Regions from separate parts of the Capsicum annuum genome. Here region 2 is linked to region 1. The links are chromatin contacts, called in public Hi-C maps. All regions are on one chromosome and are shown on one strand. Each heading gives the region's core, a stretch centred on a gene start, on an enhancer-like site or on the middle of the called end of the contact. The rest is flanking DNA. Distances are from core to core; before and after follow the strand shown.

Region 1 (6,361 bases), core at 1,011-3,510:
TGATATAGATCAAAAATACAAAAACAAAAACAAGTACGAAAATTGAAAGATCATAAAGAAAATGATAAATAGATAGATAAATAGACACAAGATGATAGCAAAAGGACAATCAACGAATATATTAAATCCGAAGACCTTCCTTTTAGACTACCAACAAGCACCTAACTTTTACGAAGACTGAGAGGAAAATTAAACCCCTCACAACCAACATTCCTAAGAAAGTCAACAAGCTCCCCAACAAACTCAATAAACATTCTCAAGTGTAAGTTCATCAAAAATCATCTATGTCTAAGGAAAGAGGAAACCTAACTATTTATTGTCATGGGCTATTTATTACAAAATGGGGCCAAAAGTGACCCTAAATGCCAAATAAGCCCAAAAGTGACCCAACGTGTCAAATACCCAACGAAAGAGACTCCTCCACCACTCATCCTCATCATGGTGGATCGCAAAACACATCCTCATCTATAAAGCTTCGCCAACTACCTTGAGTTAGAATTTTTGGAGTAATTCGACTTGTATCATTGTGTCTACCATAGGAGCTATATAACACTTGCTATAGAGTTGGTAATAAAGCAGAAGAAGAAGAGGTAGCATGAAATACTTATCACCAAAAAAAGAGGTAGCATGAACTAGCATCACACAAGTTGATATGTGTCAACATGGAGGGACATGAACTCTATATACCACTGAAGTAAAAATCAATCATATAACAGATTAAATCACTATTTAAATGACTCCAACAAGTCTTTTAAAAGTAGACAATCATCAATAGCCATCCTTCATCATTAGGAACATTCAATCTTAACATTCTAGTGTAGTGCTGTTGTGAGAACACATAGAGCCACCCCTCCACTCCTGTCTTGTGGAACTAATTTTCGAAACACATCCCTCCCATACAATCTTAGTGTGGCCACTCATGTTGACCTTTACTCGAGCTATTAATAAGGGATCTGGGCAAATCTTCTTATAGGAACGGAGCATGTAAAGATGTTTAATAGTTATTTCCAATGCGTAAAAGAAAGTAGATCTCAAAAGCAAATCTTTTGTGGGACATCGTATCTCAGAATCAATCTAAAGATAAATAAATGTAGATAAAAGAGCAATAACTTTATAAACAACACCAAGTAGGAATATAGCTGGCCTGGAATTACATAGAGTACAGTAATGATCATCCTAGTCCTTACATCAGTATGGTTTGAACAATTTGGATTCTTATGTTGATTAGCGTGCCAGGCGAAACTCAACTATGTTTATTATGTTGACATGAATTAGCTTACGTCCAGTGTTGTAGTTTGGGAGGACTATAGATAATGAATGATCCCTTAATGGTATATATCCCATACTTCGCTTGGTGAGAGGCTAAAATCACCTCCCTGCCAATCACGCTAGTAGGGGATACTATTAGAAGAGTTACATTGCATTTACAACTTAATTAATGCAGATAGAACTCCATGTTTCTAAGCGGAAGAAAGAGGGGGAAGGAGTAAAAGAAGAAAAGAAAGAAAACACAAGTTATAAATGCATATAATCCATGTATACTAAGCAAAAAAGAAGATCCATGTATACTAAGCAAAAAAAGAAGTTTCTCCTATCTCCTCCTCAAGACAGAACCTTCAAGCACGAGGCAATATTATCTACCCTCAGTGGATATTCTAATATTCATCTTCTTTCTCTGAGGAAAGGGATTTCTAATACAAAGGACAAGTTTGGCAATACGATTACCTACTAACCTCACTTCTCATATTAAAGATCCCATTAACATATCAACGGATCTACTGAGAAACGACGGTCGATAGACACTCAGATGAATTTGCAATACCTGAAAAATTAAGCCGACAATGGTAGTACCAGTCTTGAGAAAAGAAGGAGAACGAAGTCCTTTACTCACCAACATCTCATTCCTTCTACACAAATCAAAACTAAACCCACCTTTTTGTGGAACTTCCATTTTACCTTCAAATTAGACCTACCCACAGATACCAAAAATTAAAAGATTAGAGCAGAACAGTGAATTGTTAAGAAGCATTAAATTGAACTTGTAAGCAGACACTTTACCTGTTTGCAGATGAGTGATGCTGAAAATCAAAGTTGGGAATCGGGAGAGAGAGAATAGCCAAAACTTGAAGAATAAGAAATACTTAAGAGATGGATGGTGAAATTACAGTGTCATTTTGCTATTAATAGCTTCGCTTGGGCTGCTTCTGCTTAGGCCCAACAACTATTCGCTTTTCAGATATATAAAAGGGCAAATCACATAAATATACCATCTAAGAGTCACTACTATAAAATATATCAATAGTTTCAACTTTTCAAAATATACCAATAGAAAATTAACAAACCTTATTCAGTCTTGTGTTGGAGACTCAAGGGTTCCCCGATGTTGTGAATCACCAAAATTTCCCATCGGCAATTGCGACTTCGAACAAATCCTACTTTCACAAAATGTTGTTTACGTTCTCAATTGAGATATACTAAAATGTCTTTTGCATAATTTGATACTTCTGTCAAGGTTATAAATAAAACACGTTATTCTGATTTCAATTAGTTACACGAATTTCTATATATTTCAGACATCATAAAATTATTGATACATGTATTTTTATACATTTTAGACACCATAAAATTATTGATAACCAATTTCTATATATTTCAGACACCATAAAATTATAATTATTATTGATAAACCAATTTCAATTTATAGATAGTTCAAACATTTTAAAATTGCTATTATTGATACACTAATTTCTAACTATTTCATACACCATAATTATTGATAGAGAAAATACTCAGGAAAATACTTGAACTTTGACCGGATTTTTAGTTGAACATATTGAACTTTGTGGGGGTCCTATTATCCCTTACACTTTTTTTTTTATATTTTAATGGCATATATCTACCCACTTTGACAAGTGCGTGTAATCACGTCCTTTGAGCGAGTGAGAATGATTTAAAAACGTTATAAAACTTTTTTTTGGTCACATAACCCCTCAATTTTCTGATTTTTAATAATTTTATGTTTTTTATTTATTTTTTCATTTGCTTTCTCTTCTCTCTTCTTTCTTTCTTCTCTCCAACAATGGAGTTTTCAACAAAACATCATGGTTGCTCCATTGTTGAATTGAAATTGAACACAATTTTATCACACACATACACACCCAAATGGGTCATCTTTAGCACACCCAATTCAATTACATCAATTTGATTCAATTTCAACACACATACACACCAAATGGGTCATCTTCAGTTTCATCAAAATGACAAATTTAACCCACCATTGCCACCACCAACCAATCGCCATTGCCGCCGGCAACCACCACCACCTCAGCCACCAACTAAGGGGGGAAAAGAAAAAATTCAAACCTGTATCTGGTCAGAGCCAAGCTTGTGACAAGAAATTTTTTGTCATATCTGTTGGTCTCGCTGTTACGGTTGCTCTGGAAAAGATGACTATGTACCTTTTCTTTACTGGTTATCATACCAATTAGCAAAATCTGCAGTTCTTTTAAGAAAGTTTCTGATTTGAATAAAATTATTGAAGAAAGTTTTCAATTTGAATTTGAAATTGGGGAAAAGATTTTCTTAAAAAAATAGTATGAACTAAATAAATTTGGAGTCGCAATGAATTCGTTGGCAAGACAGAATAGGGCATTTCAAGATTAATCGAAGAACCTTTGATAGAACAAGATTTTGGCGAAAAAATGATGAAAAGTGATAAGAATGGACTTGAAATTTGGAATTGACTTACTCGAATCATTTGGAATTTGATTTGTAGGAGGAATTTGAGTTGTGAAACCTTTACTATGGTTGTAATAGTGAAAAAATATTGAAAACTAATAAAATAGAGAAGAAATCGCGCGTGTCTTACACTTTCGCCCGTCAAAACTAGGTATAGCGTTTCGAGGGAGGGGGAGGAATTAATTCCACTTTAAAAAGTCCGGGGGAGAATTAATTTCACTTAAAAAAGTCTAGGTGGGTAATAAAACTCCCGCAAAGTTCAGTATGTTCAACTGGATATTCAGACAAAGTTCAGATATTTTATTGAGTATTTTTCCTTATTAATACACCAATATCTATGTTGTTCAAACACCACAAAATTATCTATACACCAATTTCTAATTATTTCATACACCAATTTTTATACATTTCAGAAACCATAAAATCATTAATACACCAATTTCTATACAATTCAAATACCATAAAATTATTCATACCCCAAATTCTATACAACTTATGCACTATAAAATCATTGATACCCCAATTTCTATACAAATTATGTACCATAAAATCATTGATATTCTTTCGACAATTTTATCAGAAATTTTTTGAAACTCAGCGAAACTTTGAAACATACAATCTACTCAGTCACCGCCACCATACCCGTATCCTCCACCGTATCTACCATCATACCTACTGTCACCACCATATCCACACAAGAATCAACAATAATATTCTGTGGTGGTCCAAATACAAATGACATTGTCAACTTCAAATTCAACGTCGTATCAAAATTAAGATTCAAAGCAGAAGATAGATTCTCAATCCTTGATCTCGATGACATCCTTTTTGATGCGACGATGATGAAGAAGATACCATTGTAGGTGGCTAGAGAAGAGAAGTGGCAGTGGGTTCTTGCAGGAAGCGTCGAAAAGCCCATTTGGAGGAGATTTAATTCATTATATTAGAGTAGGAATTGACGGCGGAGATAGGTGAATCAACGTCTAACTCCACCCTCGACGATGGCGTAGACAAAAAATGATCGCCAATGTCATCATCCACTGAGAAATACCCTATCCATTATCTCTCTCTAGAGGATAAAACAGCAGAGATTTTTTAGTTACATAAAAGGAATAAAATCATCAATAAGTGAATAAAACCCAAATTTTGATTTAACGAGTGAATAAGTAAATAACAAGTGCAACAATAGTTAAAACTATTGCAAAATTACAAAACAAAAAGAAGAATGTGATAAAATAGTTAGAACTTTTAGTATAAATTGATATCTAATTAGTTGATAGATTTTGTAATTAAAGATTATATTTTGCAAATAAAAAATAGTATGGGTATGTTTTGTAATATAGACTCTTAAATTGTATATTTATGTGTTTTTCCTATATTATATAAAATTGGAGAAGTTACACATTTGGCCCTTTGTCCAAAAATATTTGTTCAGTCGAACCTCTTCAGTGGTAGCCTCTATCTCGATTTGTGATATCTCATTTAGCTATTAGGGATAAGGCACAAGTATCCCTAAATTATATCTAAAACTTCAGTGTCATATTTGAATTTTACAAAGTTTTATTATCCTTTAAATTCATTTTTTTTATATTTTTATGTTCATTTTATGCTAACGTGCTGATCAAATAGTAAAATATTTTGTACTTTTTTTGTGCTGACTTGACAGACACGTCAACATAAAAAGAATATAAAAATACAGATAAAATAAATTTAGACAAGTAATAAGACCCGATATTGTTTAAGTATGTCACTGAGATTTCGAGTATAGTTTTGGAAGAGGGAAGGGGGGCACTTGTGTCTTTAAACAAAAAATATAAAAAATTAATTTTTTGTACTTTTATGTTGTAAACGTAAATAAAATACTTGATAAATTTAAAATTTCAACTTATTTTTATATTTCATTATTGAAAGAATTAATACATTACTTAAAAAAAATTAATAACTAGTTATATTTTTCCGATAAAATATTAAAATCTAAGTAACATATGAATTTATAATGTGACTTTGCTATGAATAGCTTCGCTTGGGCTGTTTCTGCGTATGTCCAAAACTATTCATTTTTCAAGCTTTTGCACACTTGCCTCTATTTTGACATTCTTTAACCTTTTTTTTTAATTAGTAATTTAATTTTTTCCCCACTTTTTTGCCTTTGTTTAATAAAAATTTATGGGTCGATCATTCTTAATTATGATCTGATTTCATAAACAAAAGTTTAGAGAATTTTTATCTTGTTCGATATTAATTGTAAAATATTTAATTTGTAAGGTATAACTTTAGAAGATTTTTTTTCTTATCTGGCATAAATTGTGTGATATTTAATTTTCAAGGCACAAGTGTAGAGAACTTACCTTTTTCTTATATGACAAAAATTCTTCAGTAACAAGTTATGCCTCTATTTGCATAAGTTTTGTTGGGACTAAGGTATACCTTATGAGACATAATATATAGATTATGAATTTCTTGTGATGACTTTTGTCTTGCGAGTTTTTTAGTCTTGTAATTATAACTCGTGTCTTGCGATTTTTTTTTTAAATTCTATGTCAAGGTATTTTTAGTTACTCTTTTTATTTCTTAAAGTGTTGAAGGACTAAAATTTCACTAGGTGAGAATACAATGGGTATGT
Region 2 (6,361 bases), core at 1,561-4,060, 190 kb before region 1:
TCTCTCATAATAAACTGGAGTGTATCAAGTCCACGCTTGGAATCAATGCTGCAAAAGATTGGTTCATAGGCCCAACTTCGAAGCCTACATTTCCATGCTTTTATTTCCTGCCGAAGTTGATCACTGGCTTTCAGCGTCAGAGAAATGACCACAAAATATAAACAGGAAGGAAGAAAGTAGTATCAAATCTGAATCACATAAAAAGTAGTCAATACTTGCTTGGGTATTACAAGAATTTCTTAGTTAAAACACATTTTTCATCTTCTAGATAGACAATCTAGAATCCTCCTTGTGTGTTCTATTCTTCTGCTTCTCTCTTTCGTCAGTTTGAGTTCACTCTTTTAAAATCTAACAAGCTGATATTGTATTTTGACCTCACATCCTAGCCCATTACACAGGTAATTCCAAATACACATGTATCCCAATCTACGAAATGGTACATAAATCTAATGTCAAGCATTGCAACCAGTAGTTGAGAAAATCAAAGAAGAAGAAAGGACAACACACAAGTAAAAGGATGCATAAACAAATTAACAAGTATTCACTAGGAATCATCCCAAGGTATAGTGATGTGCTGATAAAGGATCTGAACTGTGAGATAGAAACAAATAATTCATTTAAACAAATGAAAACAAGTTGGGGTTGAGATGTATTCAGAGGCGTACCTAAACTATTAGGTGGGAGGAGATCGTGGTCAGAGGCACCCGCTAACCTCGGAAATTTCTTTGTATATGCATGTATATACCATGAAAGAATGATCATATACTAAACAAGGACCCCTGATGCACAAAAGCTAAATGGGTATGCTGGTGCCCCTCAACTTTGCCCTTATACACAATTACTTGGGATCGAACATTAGCTACAGCAATCCATTATGTACTCTTTTATCTTTTCGGAGTTAAACATATTACTTACTATTATAAGGGCAAGGCCATAATCATTTGACTTTTTTCTAATAGGTCAAGCTTTTGAAAATTCAATATTATCTAGAGATAATTGTAATTTTTGATCTACAAATTAATGAAAATTCTGATTTGGTCCTTGTGACATATGATTCAACAAATTTAAATTTCAATTAATTAAAATGTGTGCTTTTGGACATTTATGTGGCAAATATGCTATAGTTGAACTATTTTTAAAAGTCTATTTTCCTCAAAAATGAAGTAAAAGTACAAGCTTAACATAGCATATAGCTAACTAAATATTGGAATGATTAATACTTCTGAAAATTTGTGAATATTCACGAGCAAAGGGATCAAAACGTGCACATACCAGCTAATTGAAGGTTAGAAGTGCTTAGTTGAATATTACAAAGACAAAAAATAAAATTTATCAATAATTGAGTGAGCAAAGGGGTTATTCTCCCTATTATACATCCAAGATTATTTGATATCAGCTAAACCTTTTTTTCGGTTAGTCTTTTTCATATTAATGTTGAAGATCCCTCCTCCCCAAGAGCTACGAATATGTAGCATTTAGTAGAAATAAGTAGCCTTAGATCTCCTTTTTTTCAGTTAGTTCTTTTCTAGTTGTTTGGAGTACATTGTAACGAAATATCCTGCATTTGTTTATGCTGTTATTTATTCAAAAATGACTGTGTTCATGGAAGCACAGGTGACCTTCTGTCACTGGCTAGTAATTGTTCATATCTATGTGAAAAACATCGGTTTCCTCTCAACGCCCCGCATCTAGATGTAGTTGATTGATATAACAATGTGCTCATCTAATCTATAGGTTATTATTCAAAAGCAAAGATCATCTTCTAGTGCCAAATCATATTAATAGCAAGCAACTCAATTTATCCAAGTACTAAGAACATGTCAACTAATGGAATGACACTGTCTTGAGCAATTTAGCACAACTTACAACATATGTGTATGTGGAATGAGTATATCTATCTGTATTAGTGTATTTCTAACCTCTTGAGAAACAAGTTCTGATTTATTTAACGCAAGAGTGAGAGGAATTCCGGTTGATTCAGCTTCTACGAGGAACCTAGTGAGCGAGAATGGCTCAATCTTTGGCTGATCCATAGAGAAAAACACTAGCAAATGATCCACATTAGCTACTGGAGGATCCAAAATCTCCGTCTTCCTTTGAAACACATTCTCAATAGCTCCACGTTTATCCACCCAATCAATTGAACCTACCAAAACCTTATCCCCAACCAAAACTCTCCTCTTAATCTTCTTCAACACAGCCTTCACCACACACAACAACTCCACTCCAATTTCCCCCGAACCTTTGCTGAAGCTTCCAGAAGGATCCACAGAACTTTCTGGAGGAATATGTTGGACGATAACGCGCATGAAGTTTGCTTGTGAAGACGCCACGGTACCTACGGCTTGGTCGTAAGAGAGGTGAGGTTTGTCTTCCTGAGAAAGAATCGGTGCTAGAGTAGAGAAATGTTTATTGATAGTTTCACGAGCTTTGAGGAGATTTTTGTTCGGTTGTTGGAGCTTCCTTGACACATTGTTAGGGTTTTCGTGATGGCCGGCAGCGACGATGACAGCGGAGAAGAAGCGGTGGCCAGTAGTGGAGGCGGTGAAAGGAAGCCTAAGAAGTGAAAACGAAGCGATCTTCATTTGTGTACAAGGAAAAGTGAAGTTTGAGCACTGAGAAAAAATGCGAGCAGCCTGGGAAGTCAATGAAAAAAGTGGGTTCCACGTCCACTACATAATTTTTTTTGTTGCCCAATAGGCCAAATGAGTCTGGAGCCTGGGAATTCGAATCAACGGTTCACCTAACCCAAAATCTATGTTCTGTTAGAACTGTTAGAATTGACGATTGTTTATCTTAAGATTTTGCTCGATAGTCAATTTGAACCAGCGAACATTTAAAGAAAGGAATTAATTCTAAAAATCAAACGAATTATCCGACAATCAAACTGTCAGTTTCAGCAAGTCATAAATGACTTGGGGCAGCTACAGAAAAGTTCTAAATGACAAAATGAGCGGAAATACAAAAAATGATCTAGAGGGCTATTACAGTTATCCAATCAAATTAGACGCTATGGACTCAATAGAGATATCAGTATTTTAAAAAAACGTCATTTTCACAAAGTTGACTCTCCAAAATCTAAATTCATAACTTTTCGAACTGAGTGTTGAAATGAGATACCAAAGCCGTAAAACCACACCAACTATGTAACCAACAAAAAATCAATGTTTCGAATCTATTAGAGCAGTCTGTTTGCCATCCAACATACATATTAATAAATATTGACAGAAGTCAACTAATACGTCTTTATAACTACCAAAACTACAATCTCGCACAATCACACCAAAATGTATTGGAAACTGTGTCAATTATCCCCATACCTTTAAAATACCATAAAGTAACCACGAAGAAGGGTAGAGTAGTAAAATCATATAAAAATAAGTAATTCGCATAAATCACCAAAAATCAGGTCATTACAGACTACCTTATGGCGTTGGAGCAATAAAGTGGAGGGAACTTGCTTGAATAGGGTAAAACCCATGTTTTTTCCATGAATTCCATGTAAAAAATCACTAGTACGAAGTTAAAAACTCGTGATCATGCCTCTCTAATAGTTGCTTGGTGTCCAGGTAGGTTAGGTATACCTGAGTAGCTTAGACCTAGGTTAGAAGCAGAATCATGATGTAGAATGATGGGATATTTCATGCTTAGGCCTTTGGACACGGTGTTCTGATGGATAAAATAGATAAACATATAGTTGATTCCAAGATTCGAATTTTGATCTTGGAATTACTTTGTTCTTGATTTTGGTTGATAATTTAGTTGTTGGCTTTGGGTTTTACTTGTTGATCATTGTGATATTATTTCATGCTTTTTAGGAATTACGTTGATCGTTTCACAAGCATGAGCGGCTAAAGCTCTTAGCTAGGGTTGTGGCAGCCCTGACATATTGACGAAGTAGGGGAAGTGCTAAATTGTTCTGAACCAGTATCTTTGCATATATTGTATTATTTTTTGTTTGATAGATGTCTTAGCGGTTGTAAAGGGTAAGATCGCACCTAGAATATCACTATTTACTCCAAAAGAGGATTAGTGACTAGGAAAAGATAATTACAAAAGTAATTTGAATATTAGCTGTCAATCTAAGCTAATTAATATCATTTATGTAATGATGGTTAGCTATTATCTAATAACTTGAGACTCAAAAGGTAATAGTTAACTGGGATCTAGGATAAGAGTTAGTAATGGGACATTCTGAGACTCAAAAGGTAAAAGATAAAATCCGCCAATGAGTCCATAAGACAGTTGATGGTACATAACTTATCAGATTCTGCATGCAAGGTACTAGGTTGATTCAATAAAGCACAATAAGCCTACTGAGTTGAGAAGTCAAGGAGTACACAATCCTAGTGTTCATCACCGACTGATTACAACTAAAGTTGAGATTTGCTACTGGTTCGAGATTACAATAACAAATCCTTTATTTACTTTCAGTTCTGCCCGTTGAGTTTAGCAAGCTAGAGATACAAATCTTCATCTTTCCTGTGGGTTCTACCCCAACTTAGTTGGATTACATTACTTGTCAGTGACCACTTTATCCTTCAGTTGGAGGTATAGTTTGGATGTTGATCAAAATTTTGGTGCAGTTGCCGAAGAAAGAAGAGACAAGATCCTTCATCATATATATTATACTAGGAAGGCATTAAACCCCTCACAGAAGAACTATACAGTTAAAAAGCAAGAATTGCTTACGGTGGTTTTTGCTTTTGAAAAATTTTGGTCTTATTTGATTGGGACAAAGTTATAATGCATACAGATCATGGAGCCTTGAGATCTCTAATGTAGAAAAAGATGCCAAACCGAGATTAATTCGTTGGGTTCTCTTACTGCAGGAATTTGACTTTGAGGTAAAAGATCGGAAAGACACTGAAAACCAAGGTTCAGATCACTTGTCTAGGCTCGAGAAGAAGGCAATGTAGAGTAGGCGATAAGCTTGAAATATATGATACTTTTCTAGATGAGTGGGTGTTGGTAGCATCTCAAGACTTAATCCCCTAGTTTGCTGATTTTGCCAACTATTTTGGCAAGTGATCTTGTCCCAGAAGATCTTTCCTTCCAGCAGTGCAAGAGATTTATGCATGAGGTAAGGAAGTTCTTTTGGGATGAGCCATCTCTTTTTAGGGTTTGGGTGGATGGTGTTATTCGAAGGTGTATCCCTGAGGTGGAGATGATGAGCATTCTTGAAGCTTATCATTCATCACTAGTTAGGGGTCATCATAGTGGTACCCACACAACCCACAAAATTCTGCAGTTTAGGTTTTACTGGCTTATGATTTATAAGGATGCTCACGATTATGCACAATCCTGTGATAAATATTAGCGTCGAGGATATATTTCGCGATGCCATGAACTCCTCATAACACTATATTAAAGTTGGAGTTGTTTGATACATGGGTGATTGATTTAATGGGTACAATCGTGAACTCCTATGGCATGAGCTATATTTTGATAACGATTGACTTTGTTTCAAAATGGGTGACTGCGGTTGCTCTTCCAAACAATGAAGGTAAAAGTGTCACTGTATTTCTGAAGAAAAATATTTTTTATCGATTTGGCACTCTACATGCAGTTATTAGTGATGCTGGGTCTCACTTTTATAACTATTTGTTTAAGGTTTTGCCTGAAAAATATGGTGTAAGGCAAAGGTGGCAACACCCTACCATCCTCGGACAAGCGGGTAAGTTGAGGTATCTAATTGATGTGGCGTGGAAACACGGCACTTTCGATGCTTAAAACCGCGAATTTATGCATGAACTTAGGGTGTTTCATTGGATATGATGCACTTTGGTGTGAATTGCAGATAAAATAGGTCTATATGAGTCATCACTTGATTCATAACCAATCAATACGACTCGTATACTGAATCATATGAATAACAGAACCAAAAGACAAATTGAGGAGCCGAGTATGAGGAAGATACGACTCAAGTACCCCAGTCGTAAGCCAGGGTACGAGTCGTATGCAGAATTCATAAGCATAACAGAACCTGATCTACTACCTAGGATTTGAAGTGTTATAGTTATACGATTTGAAAGTATGAGTACGACTCGTATAGGCATATCGTATACAAACCAGTGTTCAAGACTTAGAAAGGAAGAAGTCCCAGGTAAATATGGATGAAGGACATGAGTCTTACACTTAGGTACGACTCGTAAGAAGAAATCGTATGCTGAACAGCGAGTTAAAGACTTAGGCAGATTAGACATTGGAACGGATATGACAAGGCAGAGTACGACTCATAACCCGAGGATATGAGTGAAGAGCGAGTTGTACTAATTGCCGACCTAACTTTACCTTTCTCGTTTTCAATAGGATTTTTATGTTATTTTGAGATACTATAAATACCCTAGGGTTTATCTTT

What was found. Hi-C and Micro-C count contacts between places; a contact is called where the count stands out from the background.
Region 2: a contact with region 1 is called in a Hi-C map of leaf, with 2.5 times the contacts expected there. The contact joins the promoter of LOC107847931 here to the promoter of LOC107847663 in region 1. A contact is called at or near these places in 2 of 5 Hi-C or Micro-C datasets (leaf and placenta).

What each region holds. Positions count from the first base shown.
Region 1 is chr11:85,681,083-85,687,443 of UCD10Xv1.1, reverse strand. LOC107847663 (proteasome subunit beta type-7-A) reads right to left here and starts at 2,260. Exons shown (of 9, transcript XM_016692054.2): 1 at 2,059-2,260; 2 at 1,823-1,969. The coding sequence starts at 1,951.
Region 2 is chr11:85,873,397-85,879,757 of UCD10Xv1.1, reverse strand. LOC107847931 (small ribosomal subunit biogenesis GTPase RsgA 1, mitochondrial) reads right to left here and starts at 2,810. Exons shown (of 5, transcript XM_016692536.2): 1 at 1,920-2,810; 2 at 1-107. The coding sequence starts at 2,585.